Linked DNA regions of Mus musculus: regions 1, 3 and 4 are each linked to region 2. The links are chromatin contacts, called in public promoter capture Hi-C and targeted proximity ligation maps. All regions are on one chromosome and are shown on one strand. The core of a region is the stretch at or near the end of the contact, and the rest is flanking DNA. Distances in the headings are between cores, read along the strand shown. Region 1 holds the start of Lrp5 (low density lipoprotein receptor-related protein 5). Region 2 holds the start of Unc93b1 (unc-93 homolog B1, TLR signaling regulator). Region 3 holds the start of Coro1b (coronin, actin binding protein 1B). Region 4 holds the start of 1810055G02Rik (RIKEN cDNA 1810055G02 gene).

What was found. Capture Hi-C pulls out chosen DNA fragments and counts their contacts.
Region 1: a targeted proximity ligation map of pancreatic cancer cells shows a contact between it and region 2. A contact is called at or near these places in 1 of 39 promoter capture datasets (cranial neural crest), 1 of 130 datasets of targeted methods (pancreatic cancer cells) and 2 of 9 other capture datasets (liver and pancreatic islet).
Region 3: a contact with region 2 is called in a targeted proximity ligation map of pancreatic cancer cells. A contact is called at or near these places in 1 of 39 promoter capture datasets (the C10 cell line), 2 of 484 Hi-C or Micro-C datasets (cerebral cortex and myeloid progenitors), 3 of 130 datasets of targeted methods (effector CD8 T cells, memory CD8 T cells and pancreatic cancer cells) and 3 of 9 other capture datasets (adipose tissue, liver and pancreatic islet).
Region 4: a promoter capture Hi-C map of liver shows a contact between it and region 2. A contact is called at or near these places in 1 of 39 promoter capture datasets (hippocampal neurons), 5 of 130 datasets of targeted methods (the SCID.adh cell line, bone marrow-derived macrophages, effector CD8 T cells and 2 more) and 4 of 9 other capture datasets (adipose tissue, embryonic stem cells, liver and 1 more).

What each region holds. Positions count from the first base shown.
Region 1 is chr19:3,685,277-3,688,390 of GRCm38.p6, reverse strand. Lrp5 (low density lipoprotein receptor-related protein 5) reads left to right here and starts at 1,827. Exons shown (of 23, transcript NM_008513.3): 1 at 1,827-2,036. The coding sequence starts at 1,949. Gm36672 (a long non-coding RNA gene) reads right to left here and starts at 1,841. Exons shown (of 4, transcript XR_388279.4): 1 at 1,652-1,841.
Region 2 is chr19:3,933,592-3,936,459 of GRCm38.p6, reverse strand. It overlaps Unc93b1 (unc-93 homolog B1, TLR signaling regulator), which reads right to left and starts at 1,274. Exons shown (of 11, transcript NM_019449.2): 1 at 1,108-1,274; 2 at 557-698; 3 at 38-191. The coding sequence starts at 1,266.
Region 3 is chr19:4,146,951-4,150,068 of GRCm38.p6, reverse strand. Coro1b (coronin, actin binding protein 1B) reads right to left here and starts at 1,415. Exons shown (of 11, transcript NM_011778.3): 1 at 1,333-1,415; 2 at 525-727; 3 at 84-206. The coding sequence starts at 725.
Region 4 is chr19:3,706,733-3,709,622 of GRCm38.p6, reverse strand. It overlaps 1810055G02Rik (RIKEN cDNA 1810055G02 gene), which reads right to left and starts at 1,330. Exons shown (of 4, transcript NM_028077.3): 1 at 1,187-1,330. Gm36608 (predicted gene, 36608) reads left to right here and starts at 1,455. Exons shown (of 3, transcript NR_167751.1): 1 at 1,455-1,562; 2 at 2,838-2,890.

The DNA of each region.
Region 1 (3,114 bases), core at 578-3,077, 250 kb after region 2:
AGACACAGAAAACAAAACAGACAAATCTTGGCATTTCTGCTGTAATGGAAGGAAAAGAAAGCAAACATACACCCTGCTAGGTGATAGGAACTGTCAGCTAGGGCGGCTTAGAGAGTGGAGAGGCAGTATGGTTTTCAAGAACTAAGTGGGATAAGAGTCCCAGCAATGAGGCCCTCCCCCAGGCAAGACAGTGCCCATCTCTGCAAGGGGCCATTACAGTTGCAGCCCATAAGATGGAGTTGAGAAGTAACGGAGGTGTGGCTAGGCCAGGCCGTGTGAGCCCAAGGCTTCAGCTTCCTCTCTGACCGGTGGGAGGAGTGGTGAGGTCTGGCTTATTTAACAAGCTCCCTGGCTGCAGGGAGAGGAGGCCTCAGAAAAATCAAGGCTGAAAGAGGAAGGCCTTGGGGGATGGGTGAGAGTGGGGCTAGAGAAGGGGGTTGTGCTCTTGGCTCTGTGTTGAAGGTGGAGGGGGGATGGGGGTTGGGCTTGGGTGAGAAGGAACCAGCAAGGACACTAGCTGCTCTAGTCCCCAGTCCCCTGACTGCCCCTGAGACCTCCTGACTCCTCTTCCGGTCAGAGACTGGATACAGCCACCCCAGGAGACTGCTCTTCCTGAACCACTGGCCTGCTTCCGCATTGAAATCTCTGCCCTGACCCTTGGAACCCTGGTGTGGGTCCCCTCCCCCTACTAGCTGGTCCCTGGTCTTCATGTTTTCCTATTAGAAGACAAGTTTGGGGAGTCAGTTCTCTTTTCTTCTGCGATCCTAGGGTTGAACTTAGGTCAACGGGAGCCATCTTGCTGGCCAGCCTTGACCTGCCTTTTGCTCCTTCTGTTTATCAGGTCCGGTTTATGCAGCGCTGGGAGAGCTGTGCACACTAGGGAACCAAGGGCTCTATCAACTCTTTTTAAACAGGGTCTCGCAGGTAGCCCAGGCTGGCCTCAAACTCATGGCAAGCCTCCTGCCTCAATCTCCCGAGGCTGGACACCATGTCAGACTTATAAGTAAAGTCATACACACTTGAGCGCCATGTCACTTTCCCGGCTACTCACTCCTTTGTTTGGGCTCTTATTTTTGTCTCTTCCTAGCATAAACCACAGGAGGGCAGAGGCACCCTCCTGACCACCTCAGCTTCTGTCCTTCCTCTCTACCTTGCAAGGTGGACACTGCCATTAGCTTACTTTCTAAGGACATGAAATGATTTCACCTACACCTGCCTGCCCAAGGTGTGAGGTTCTAGAAAGCACTGCCGGAGAGAGAAGGCTCAGCAGTTAGAAGCACTTACTGCTCTTTTAGAGACCTGGGTTTGGTTCCCTGCAGTCACCTGGTGGCTCACACCTCTAACTCCAGTCCCAGGGGACCCCCACACCCTATTCTGGTTTCCTTCCCGCATGTGGTGCACATACATGCGTGCAAACACTCATACACATACAACAAAAAGTAAATCTAAAAGTAAAAGCCCCCAGTTCCTCCAGCAGTATCCGCTTTTGCGCCTGTTCCCGCGTGCATCCCAAGTGGGGCGGTATGTCTCTGGGCCAGGTGGCTACAGTTGTGGTGAAAGAGCCCAAAGCTGGCTTCGGAGACCTTTGGCTTCCAGCCCTGAGGCCTCCTGACTGTGTGGGTCATGCTTCCACGTGCCTCAGTTTCCTCACCTGTCAGTACAGAGACTTGGCAGGTGACCCACCTGCTTGCCCGGCCTCTCCTGTCGCGGGCCCGGAGAGACCCGCCTGCCCGGCTCCCGGGCGCCCGCAGGAGGGCGCGGCTTGGCGGGGGGCGCGGGCGGCGCGGGGGGCGGAGACCGGCTCGGCTTCCGCTCCCTCCTCCCGCGTCGTCTTGGGCCGCGGCGCCCGAGGCGGGAGCAAGAGGCGCCGGGAGCCGCGAGGATCCACCGCCGCCGCGCGCGCCATGGAGCCCGAGTGAGCGCGCGGCGCTCCCGGCCGCCGGACGACATGGAAACGGCGCCGACCCGGGCCCCTCCGCCGCCGCCGCCGCCGCTGCTGCTGCTGGTGCTGTACTGCAGCTTGGTCCCCGCCGCGGGTAAGGTGGGCGCGGGGGACAATGGCCGGGGCCGCAAGCAGCCACTTTGCAAGTTGCGGACGAGTTGGAGCGCGCTCCGGGGGACCACGCGCCGGGGGACCTCGCGCGGGCCCTTTGTCTCTCCCGCCGGGGCCCCTCCCTGGGGACCGAGCCCGCCAGGTGCGGCGCGGGCGGGCCCTCACCTGCCCAAGGCTCGGGACGCCGGGCGCGCTCAGGAGTGCGCCCACGGGCATCGCGATGGCCCGGGACAGGCCTGGCCTATCGCGAACTACTGGGAAAACTTTTCGCGAGCCTGCTTGCGGCGGCCGGCCTACCGAGCCCTGGGAAGTGCCAGAAGTTGCTAGCTAGGAAGTTCGGAGAGCCCTGCGCGGGGCGGCCTGGCCCTGGGCTGCTGTCGCTTTGACCTGCGTGGGCTGTCAGCCTTCCAAACCGACTGACACCTGCCAGGTGTCCCCGTGACCCCAGTGACCCATCTGACCGCTCGGGCCCCCAAGCGGTGGCCAGGCACCCAGCCCCGCTGACCAGTGCCCAGCCCCGAGATCGGTTGCGTGGGTGCCTTGGTGTGGGGAGGTATGGTTCTGCCTCAGTTGGACCCACCTTTAGGGAAGTGGCCCGCTCGGGAACTTTCTAACTTTTTTTTGGTGTGTCCTGAGGGGTGGAGCTGAGGTCAGGAGGACTCTCGAGAAACGAAGCAGTTGGAAACGCTACACATGTTCTTTTAATTCGGAGATTGCCATGTGGTTTTTAAAGCAAGGCTCTTGCCACCTAAATCATTGTTTTCGGGTGTTTGTGTTTTGTTTTTCTGGAGTGTGGCTGTCCAAGGGTCCGGCAGATACTCTTGAACTCCCGGGTGGTGGTGATGGCAGTTTGGGGCGGGGTAGGGGACAACCTCAGGTCCCTTTGTCTGGGCCTTATTAAGGCGAACAGCTGTCCCCCTGTGTATTTCCAGGGTAGACACTTGAGGGAGGTGGCTGGGCCTGGCTCTGTGCTCAGATTCCCTGGGCTGCAGTCTCTTCCACCTATGTTTGGGGGGAGGGGTCGAGGGGAGCTGGCTTCATCCAGTCTTGGAGCTCTCAAG
Region 2 (2,868 bases), core at 25-2,524:
AAAGTCGGGGGGGGGCGCGGAAACAGAAGTTTGGCACCTGATGAGCACAGGTGTGTAGAGCAGGGCAGCGATAGGCGTCACGTTGATACCCATCAGCATCTTGCTATCGATGTCCGGCAGCCCCATGTTGCCATACTTCACCTCTCTGTAGGTCTCATCATAGTGCAGGATCAGTTGCATCTGCAGGAGGCCTGGGGACAGGGAGCATCGTAGAGAGCTCTAATCAGTCTGGCTCAGAACAACTAAACAAGCTCACGGCAAGGCTGGCAGGGCGCCGAGTCACCTAAGCGACCCTTTCCTGTATTCATCAGGACCAGGATAAGAACAAGACTCCCGTTCCCAGCCTCCCGCACCGAGTCTCTGGCTGGGTTGGGGGCACACTGGCTTGTGGCACACCCCGCCTCCCAGTCCCAAGTGCACGCCACAGCAACAGCAGATGTGACCCGGGAAGTGAAAGGGGAAGGAGGCCAGCTAGCCGCAAGGTTTCTCTTTCCAAGCTCGGGAGTGGAGGGGGAGGGGAAGCAGAGGGCTAGCAGGGTTAGTGTGTCCTCCCTACCCAGGTAGACGCCGTAAGTAAGGGTGACACCCGTGCTGGCCGCCAGCACGTTCTTGACCACTCCGAGGCGCTTGCGGCGGTAGTAGCGGCGCTCTTCCTCCTCCTCATTGTAGTTGGGGTACGCACCCACGAGTTCGTCCAACTGCGGGCCAATCACTAATCACATGTTGGCTCCCCGGTCGGACTCCAGACCCTATCCCGGCTTCCAGGAACTCAGGTTTCCCATCCAGGGTCCTAGTCCCCATCCCAGGGCCCCCGCACCCCACTCGGGGTGTCAGTCCACAATTCTGGATCTCTGTCCCCCTGACCCGGAGTCCTGGTCTCTTCTCTAAATCCCTGCTCCCCACTCCGGGTTCCAGCTTTCCACTCAGAGCCCCATCCCCTATTCCAGAGTGTGTTCCTACTCTGAGACCCTGGTCCCCAGTCTGGAGCCCCGCCCCTCATCCTAGGGTACAGGGGGCCTCCCATCCCAGGGACCTTCCCCCCCCCCCCCCGGGTGCCCCGCGGGGCAGTCGGTCCGGTGTCCCATTGTGTTTCCCTGCCCTGCTCACGGGAGCCTCTGGCCCATCAGGAACTCCGTGCCGGTCTTCATCCCCTTGAGGACCCGCGGCCCCGGCCACAGGGTAGAGCGGAGGCTCCACCTCCATGACCAGATCCAGATCAAGGGCTTGCAGTTCTGGGCACCAGCAGCTGGTTGGGACTTCCTTCATCAAAGACCGCCCTGTCTAGTAGGCCCCACCCCGTCTAGTGTGGGCCGCCTCCTCCTAATACTGTCCATGGTGTGTGTGTGTGCGCGCGGTATGTGTGTGTGGTATATATGTGGTGCATGTGTGTGCATGCGTGTGTGATTTTTGTTTATGTGTGTGTGGTGTATGTGTGTGCAGTCTGTAGTGTGGTGTGTGTGTGTGTGTGTGTGTGGTTTTTATGTGCTGTGGTTTATTTGTGTGTGGTGTATATAATTTTTTGTTTGTTTGTTTTTTTGAGACAGGGTTTCTCTGTATAGCCCTGGCTGTCCTGGAGCTCACTTTGTAGACCAGGCTGGCCTCGAACTCAGAAATCCGTCTGCCTCTGCCTCCCGAGTGCTGGGATTAAAGGCGTGCGCCACCACTCCCGGCTGTACGGTGTATATAGTATGTGAATGTGATGTGTGTGGTGTATGTGTATGTGTGTGCAATGTGTGTAGTGTGGTTTGTGTGTGTATGTGTGTTGTGTGCTTGTTTTATGTGTGTGTACAGTGTGTATGTATGGTGTATGTAGTATGTGTGTGGTGTACGTGTATGTATGCAGTCTGTAATGTGTGGTTAGTGTGTGTATGTGGTATGGTTTGTCTGTGTGGCATGTCTGTATATGTTTTTGGTTTGTGTGTGACTTTTGTATGTGTGGTGAAGCAGAAGGTGGGCTTTTGTTGGCTCTATGAAGGGAGCAAAGGCGGAATGTAGTGCAGTTGGTCAGGTGCTTCCTGTCATGAGCAGAGTCCTGGGGTGATCCTGGGGTGGTCATGGCTGTGCACACCTGTAAGTCCAGCATACAAGAAGTGGAGAAAAGAGACCTGGTATTCAAAGAGTCATCTTGCTACATCTCAAGTTTGAAATTTGAAGTGAATACATGAGATACTGTCTCAAAAATAAAAGTGAAAGAACAGAGAGAGGGTGGTGCCATCATCTGGGGCATGGAAGACACAGGACAGGAGGGACACAGTGGACACTAGGAAGCTCTGAAGCTGTGTGGCTGCAGAGTGGACACCAGTGTTTACAGTCTCATGTGGTAGCCGTGGTGAGCCTGTGGCTGAGTGATCATATTGTTGGGAATGGCAGTAGACTTTGAGACCCCGAGAGGATGCAATCCTATAGGATAGAGGGGTCAGGTGAGGCGTAATGAGAAGAGAGCAGCTGGAATAGGGAGGGGTGTACCACAGGGAGTGGGCTCAGTGGGCACTGAGTGGAAAGGGCAAGGTGGTATGTGTGTGTGGGTATGTGTGGGTATGTGTGGGTGTGTGTGAGTGTGTGTGAGATGTGTCTGTGTGTGTGTGATGTACCTATGTGTGTGTGTGATGTACCTATGTGTGTGGTGTGCCTGTGTGTGTGTGTGTGTGTGTGATGTGACTGTGTGTGTGGTGTGTGTCTGATGTGTCTATGAGTGTGTATATGTCTCTGTGTGTGATGTGTCTATGTGTGTGTGTGCGCGCTTGATATGTAGTGTATGTGGTATGTATTTGTGTGTAATGTATGTGTGTGTGATGTGTGTATGTATGTGTGATATGTGTATTGTGTATATGTATGTATATGTATGTTTATTTTACATGTAACATTTGT
Region 3 (3,118 bases), core at 166-2,665, 210 kb before region 2:
TGGGCTCAGGCCTGTGCTTGCCCCTGCTGCCAGCATCCTTCAGCCACACCCTGAGACCCTGACTTGAACGGTCCTTTGCTCACCATGACAGTGCAGTCCTCTGATCCACTGGCAATGACTTCATCATTGTGGGGACACCAGTCAATATCCAGAACAGGCCCCGTGTGCCCACACACTGTCGGGTAGGCCTTGTCAATGCGGCCCGTCTGTAGTCATGAAGAGCAGTCAGAGAAGAACCCAAAGTCCCGACCTCCATTCCTCCCAGTATCTATGGGCCCTCCAAGGTGCAAGAATAATGTGACTGCCCTGGTTCCTGGTGGCCCAGATGTGTCTGCTCCACCCAGCATATGAGGAAATGCCTGCTGCAGCCTCTTATCCACACTTGGTGGCAATAAACACTTTTTCTACTTCCATCAACAATCCATCAGTAGCCACGGGCCAAGAAGTGGCACAAACTGCCCTGCCCACAGGTGTGACCAGAGTGTCCTCAGATGTCCTCTCCACCCTGACCCGCTGAGGCCCACCTTGTTTAGAGGAAGCACCATAAAGGCGCCTCCACCACTGGCTTCCACAATCACTGCCAGGAACTTGGGGTTGACTGCGCAGAAGGTGCTGTCCCAGGTAACTCGGGACACTCGAATGTCCTCATAGCACTGGTCATTCTTGACCGGCTGACCGAATACATGCCGGAATTTGCTCTGCCGCACAACTTTTCGGAAGGACATGTCTGTGAGGGCAGAGACACCTGAATCAGCTCTGCTCTCCAAAGAGACACACAGAGCATGTCACCAGGAAATTGGTCCAGCGTTAGCTGGGAGTCTCTATTTCCCCAGTTATAGAAAGGGCTCATAGGTGCAGACCAACACTCTCTGCCTCCCCATCCCCTCCCTGGCTAGGGGTCTGAGTGTGTGTGTGCTGCTGAAAGGGAGACAGAATTTAGATCTTCTGTAGGTCCCAGATGGTTCCAAGGCGCTTTCCACACCCAGAGTTTGAAGGCTGGGTGATGGGGAGAAGAGGCAGCAAAAGGGGTTGGTTGGTCTAGCAAGGCCGCAGCTCAGTCCCGGGGACTGTGCAAAGAGCTGCAGAAGTCGGGCCTAGGGACCCTGGCTGAACAGGGGTCGAGGATACTGCCAGGTCCTCAAAGTGGCCTTGGAGCACGGTCCAAGTGAACCAGGAACCCAACTTCCAAAGATCCCAGCCCAGAAAGGGAGAGAGGGGCGGCTGGGGGGTGGGAGGGAGTCGGGAATGAAGGTGGGGCGAGGCGCTCTTCCGGCTCGCGCCCCCTGCCCCAGGCCCACGTCTGCGCCCCTAGTCCGTCCCTGCCGCTCTCACCGCTCACCGCTCACCGCTCTCCGCTCCCCAGGGGCGCCGGGGACTGCGGCGGCGACCTCGGGCGGCTCCGGATCCCGGCCTCTGGGAAGCAGGAAGCGGGAATCAGGAAGTGATAGCCGAGGGAGGCGGGGGCGGGGCAAGGTCACGCGCAGAAGGCGGGGCTTTAGGATGTCCCGCCCACGGGGCAAGGCCTAGTCGCCAGGCCCTGGGCTGCTTGTTGAAAGGGGCGGGCCTGCTTGGAGCCGCGGGTACAGACTGTGCGAGTCTCTTGAGGTGGGGTGAAGCCTGCCCTCTGATTTCCCTACCCAGTTCTACCCAAAAGTATTCTCTCGCTCCGCCTCCAATGTTTTCACGTGTTTTTTGTTTTGTGTTTGAGACAGGTTGTTACTCTGCATACTTGCTGGCCTGGAACTAGCAAAGAACTTACAGATATCTGTGCAAGGATTAAAGGCATGTGCCACCACACCCTGCCATAGGTATGGGTTTTAAAGTTGGGGGGTTCCTGATGTCAGATATGTACATTGAAGAGGTGAAAGGCAATCTCTTACATCTTGATGGACTCCTGTGGCTCCTGCTCTGGCTTAGAGAAAATCGAAGTAGAGGATGACAGTGGATCCCATGCATAATGCATGTCCTTTCTCTCCTCCATCCCATCAGAGCCTGGATTTGCCTCCTCATATTTGCCCTATCTCCTCTCATCCTGGAGGACGTAGGTGTCCCTGTTAGGACCCACTGTAGTAAGAGAACACTATTCCTCTGTGTCTACCTCCAGTAACCAGTGGTGATACGAGGCCGTCTTTCCCAGAAAGGGAAGAGGGACGTGGGAAGAGGCAGGGCAGAGGTAAAGGTGCTTTGTTTAGCCTTCATGAGGCCCCAACTGTGTGTGGGAGGCTAAGTGGACTTGTGTCCCACCTCAGTGGTCACTATACTCTGAAGAAACAGGCCTAGAGAGGACAGGTGCTTGATTGAGACCTCCCAGCTGGGATTCAGCCCAACTTTGTTATTTCCAATGTCTTGGGATTTCTCACTGTTTGTAAAACCTGGAGCTAGGGAGGCAGGAGTGTGGCTTGACTTGGGTAGCAGATGTTCACAGGGAAGCCCATATGATGCCAGGTGGCTACAGTTCTAAGTACCACCCCCACCCCCCACATCACCCCACTTCAAATAAAATCCATAGTTCCATGTTCCTATGTCAGAATTCCTGTCTGACCCCAGGGCACCCAGCACTGTCCCCTCTCAGCACGTGTCCCAGTGACAGCAAACCTCAGTTCCCACCTCAGGCTAACACATCCTGCTCCCTTCTTCCTTCTGGAAGCTCTTCCTAGCCTTGGGAAGGCTTCATCCCTCAATGACCCCAGGCCTCAAGTGTCACTTCCCCTGTGGGTCTTTCTGAGCTCTCCTCTCACCCAGTTCTTCCTGTTCCTGGTTCCCATTAATCGTTCTTAGTCCCAGATGCTACATTGTGTAATTATTTGGCACCCTGCTAAGATTCATGCCAGCAAAGGAAAGACAGGGACTTTGTCTTGTGCACTCCCCTTATCCCCCAGCCTCCACCCTGCCTTCCAGTGCCCAGAGGGAGACCCAGCCAGCACCCAGCGTGAGACCACTTCATGCTGGGTGAGCGAATGAGCAGCAGAGCTGAATATAGAATTGCAAAATATTCCTATTCACAGCTCTCAGAACCAACACCTGGCTCCTTTGAAGAGGCACAGGCATCTCACCTGGAGGGGGAAGGCGGACACACACACACACACACACACCCCGCAGTATGTTGCCTGAGCTGGGG
Region 4 (2,890 bases), core at 81-2,580, 230 kb after region 2:
AGTCTGCATTTCCTGAGCTGTTCCTACTAAAGTTCAGCCAGGTGACTTGTGTGAGTCCCCAAGTGACAACTAACCCTTGAGATGCTGCCCAATTCCTCTAATGTTTGTTTGACAGATTGCACTCCCAATCTTGCCTTGCCTTTAATGCCTTTATGATGTGTGGATTGCTATATACACATCACTAGACCTCAAATTGGTGAGCTTTTTCTCTGACATACACAGATTTCAATTCAAGAAGTCCAGACTCAGCAAAGACCATTAATAATCCCTATCAGCAGGGCCCCCGTCTCTACTCCACGCTAGGGAAGTTACACAATTACAGAACAGAAATTGGGAAAGCTAGTACAGGACAAACCACAGTCACCTACCTAATCCTGACACATCACCTGCTTGGACGTATTATGTACACAGACATTGCCCTGTGATCTAAAGGATGTATCCACGTGGCAGACATTAGCCCACGATCCCAGAACATTAAATATTATCTTAACTGCACCGCTTATCTCCAGGTATCTGAAAGTTCAGGTCTCACTACCAAAATGCCAAAGGTCTGTGTTCTAAACGCTTGCTAAGCCAGTATTTCTGATATTCTGCTGTCCAACAGGCGAGTCTAATTTATAAACGGAAAACCTGTATTTTAAACAGTTTGCTGGTTGACTTATTGAAATTTTAGAGCTGGTTCCTAGGGGTCGGGGTGTAAGTAATACAAGTTTTTAAGAGTTGGACTTCTAAGCTCCAGCCAGACCGTTAAGCGCACAAGCTAGCGGCCACAAGGGGAGGCAGGCAAGTAGACAAATGAGGAGGAAGGAAAAATGTGATGGATTTTCCTCATTGGTAGGTAGAAGAGTTTGGGGTGCAGGCCTCAACTATTTCCGAGACCAACACCTTCTAGGGTACAGCCTGATCCAAGACTCGCCTACTCTCGAATGTCCGTAGAGTGCTCGCAAACTGCCCAGCATCGACTGGCGATCGCCGTCAGCCCACCTCCTCCTCCTCCTCCTGCGCATCCATGCTTCTCTAAGGGCTCGGCCCATTCCTCCCTCCTCCGCCTTGAATCTCCATTCCTCACCGCCTAGCGCACCGGGTCCCCATTCATCCCTCCTCCGCCCCGCACCTCGCTGTCCATCCCCAAGCGGCTCATGGGGCCTTCACGACAGCTCCCTGGACAGCAGTGCGGGTCACTTACCCGGACGCGGCAGGCCCGTGGCCCTCACACCGCAGCGCAGCCACTTCAGCGATTCAGCCCCGCGCGGGGACGTGGACCGCAGCGAAACCCAGTTAGCTCAGCTCACTGGTGCGCGCTGGACCCCACCCGGACTGCCCCGGAAAGACGTCACGAAAGCGGGACCAATAGGCTGTCGCTGGCACGCGCGGCCGCGTGCGGTGGGCGTGGTTTGTTTAGGCCACGCCTGCTTCAGGAGCTGCCTTCCAACTTGGTCCCGCCTTGGCCACGCAGAGCTATTTGGAGCCGATCTAACGGAAGTGAGCGATCCAGGGACTTGTAGGCTATGTCTGTGTCTAGGGCTTTTCCCAGAAGCCGGGGAGAAGAGGGGTCAGATCAGGTGAGCGCAGATGTACTCGGACGATGGCTGGTCTGGACAGGGCAGCTCTAGAAGGCCTCATGAGGTACTTTATGAGGCTCTTCTGACCCGGTTCCTGATCTTTCTTCCCATCGGCTATTCAACTCCTTAAGGCGGTCCAGCCTTGTCCTTGCTCGCAGGCATGGCTTGGCTACTGAGGTTTGCTTTGCACACACTGCACCTGCCAGCTTCTGGCTAAGCATTTCACCTGAAAGGCAATACACTGATTTAATCCTGCAAGAAGATCTCGCTTTTGTTTTCAAGTCCAGAAACAGTCTCACAAAGGGCTTTGGAATTTTACACGTGGCATGACACGTGGGACGAAATGGAAAGCCTGTGAGACTTGCTTTTAATTTTAAAAGATTAGGGTTGGAGAGATGGCTCAGCAGTTAAGAGCACTGATGCTCTTGCAGATGACCCCGCTTGATTCCCAGCATCCACACGGTGGCTCACGACCATCTGAAAGAGCAGTTCCAGGAGATTCCATGCCTTAAGGCCTCCAGTGCACGTACATACATAATATGTATTGGAGTAGGCAAAATTCCCATACATAATGTTTGTATTTTATTTTTGAGTCAGGGTCTCTCTTTGTATCCCTTCTGTACTGGAACTCTGCATAGATCCAATTGTCCTTGAACTCACAGAGATCACTTGCCTCATGACTTCCTGTGCTAGGATTAAAGTCATGGGCCACTGCATCCAGCATACATAATTTTTAAAGAAAGAATTTAACGTAAAGTAGGTTTTGCAAGTCAGTAGGTGAATTCTGCTACTGAATGCCAATTTGTGTAAAACCCTTTTTAGGTCTCCTACCATGCCCATCCAAAGCGATCATCGTTGCCAGTTTTGTTTTGAGACAAGGTTTCACAGTCCAGCCCTGGCTGGTTTGGGGTTTCACAGTCCAGCCCTGGCTGGTTTGGGGTTTCACAGTCCAGCCCTGGCTGGTTTGGGGCTTGCTATGTAGATCATCCTAGCCTTGAACTCACAGAAATCTGTTTGCCTGCTGGGATTAAAAGTATGTGCCACCATGGCTGGCCTATTTCTAGTTTTATAACCTGTCTTGAGTCCTGGGATCAGAAACCAATGGACCCTGCTCTGAGCTCTATTAAGACTATATATAAGCCTTGCTGTGCTGTCATCAGCACAACCTGCTTTCCGCTGTGTGGAATTTGCCCATCAATGGCTTGCTGAAAGCAGCTGGAGGAAGGCACTGGCAGACAAGCTCCTTTTGCTTTGTGTTTATTTTAATCCCCCAAGGTGTTCCAGAAGAAGAAATACAATATCAGTGCTCAGTGAAAACACTCCTGAAC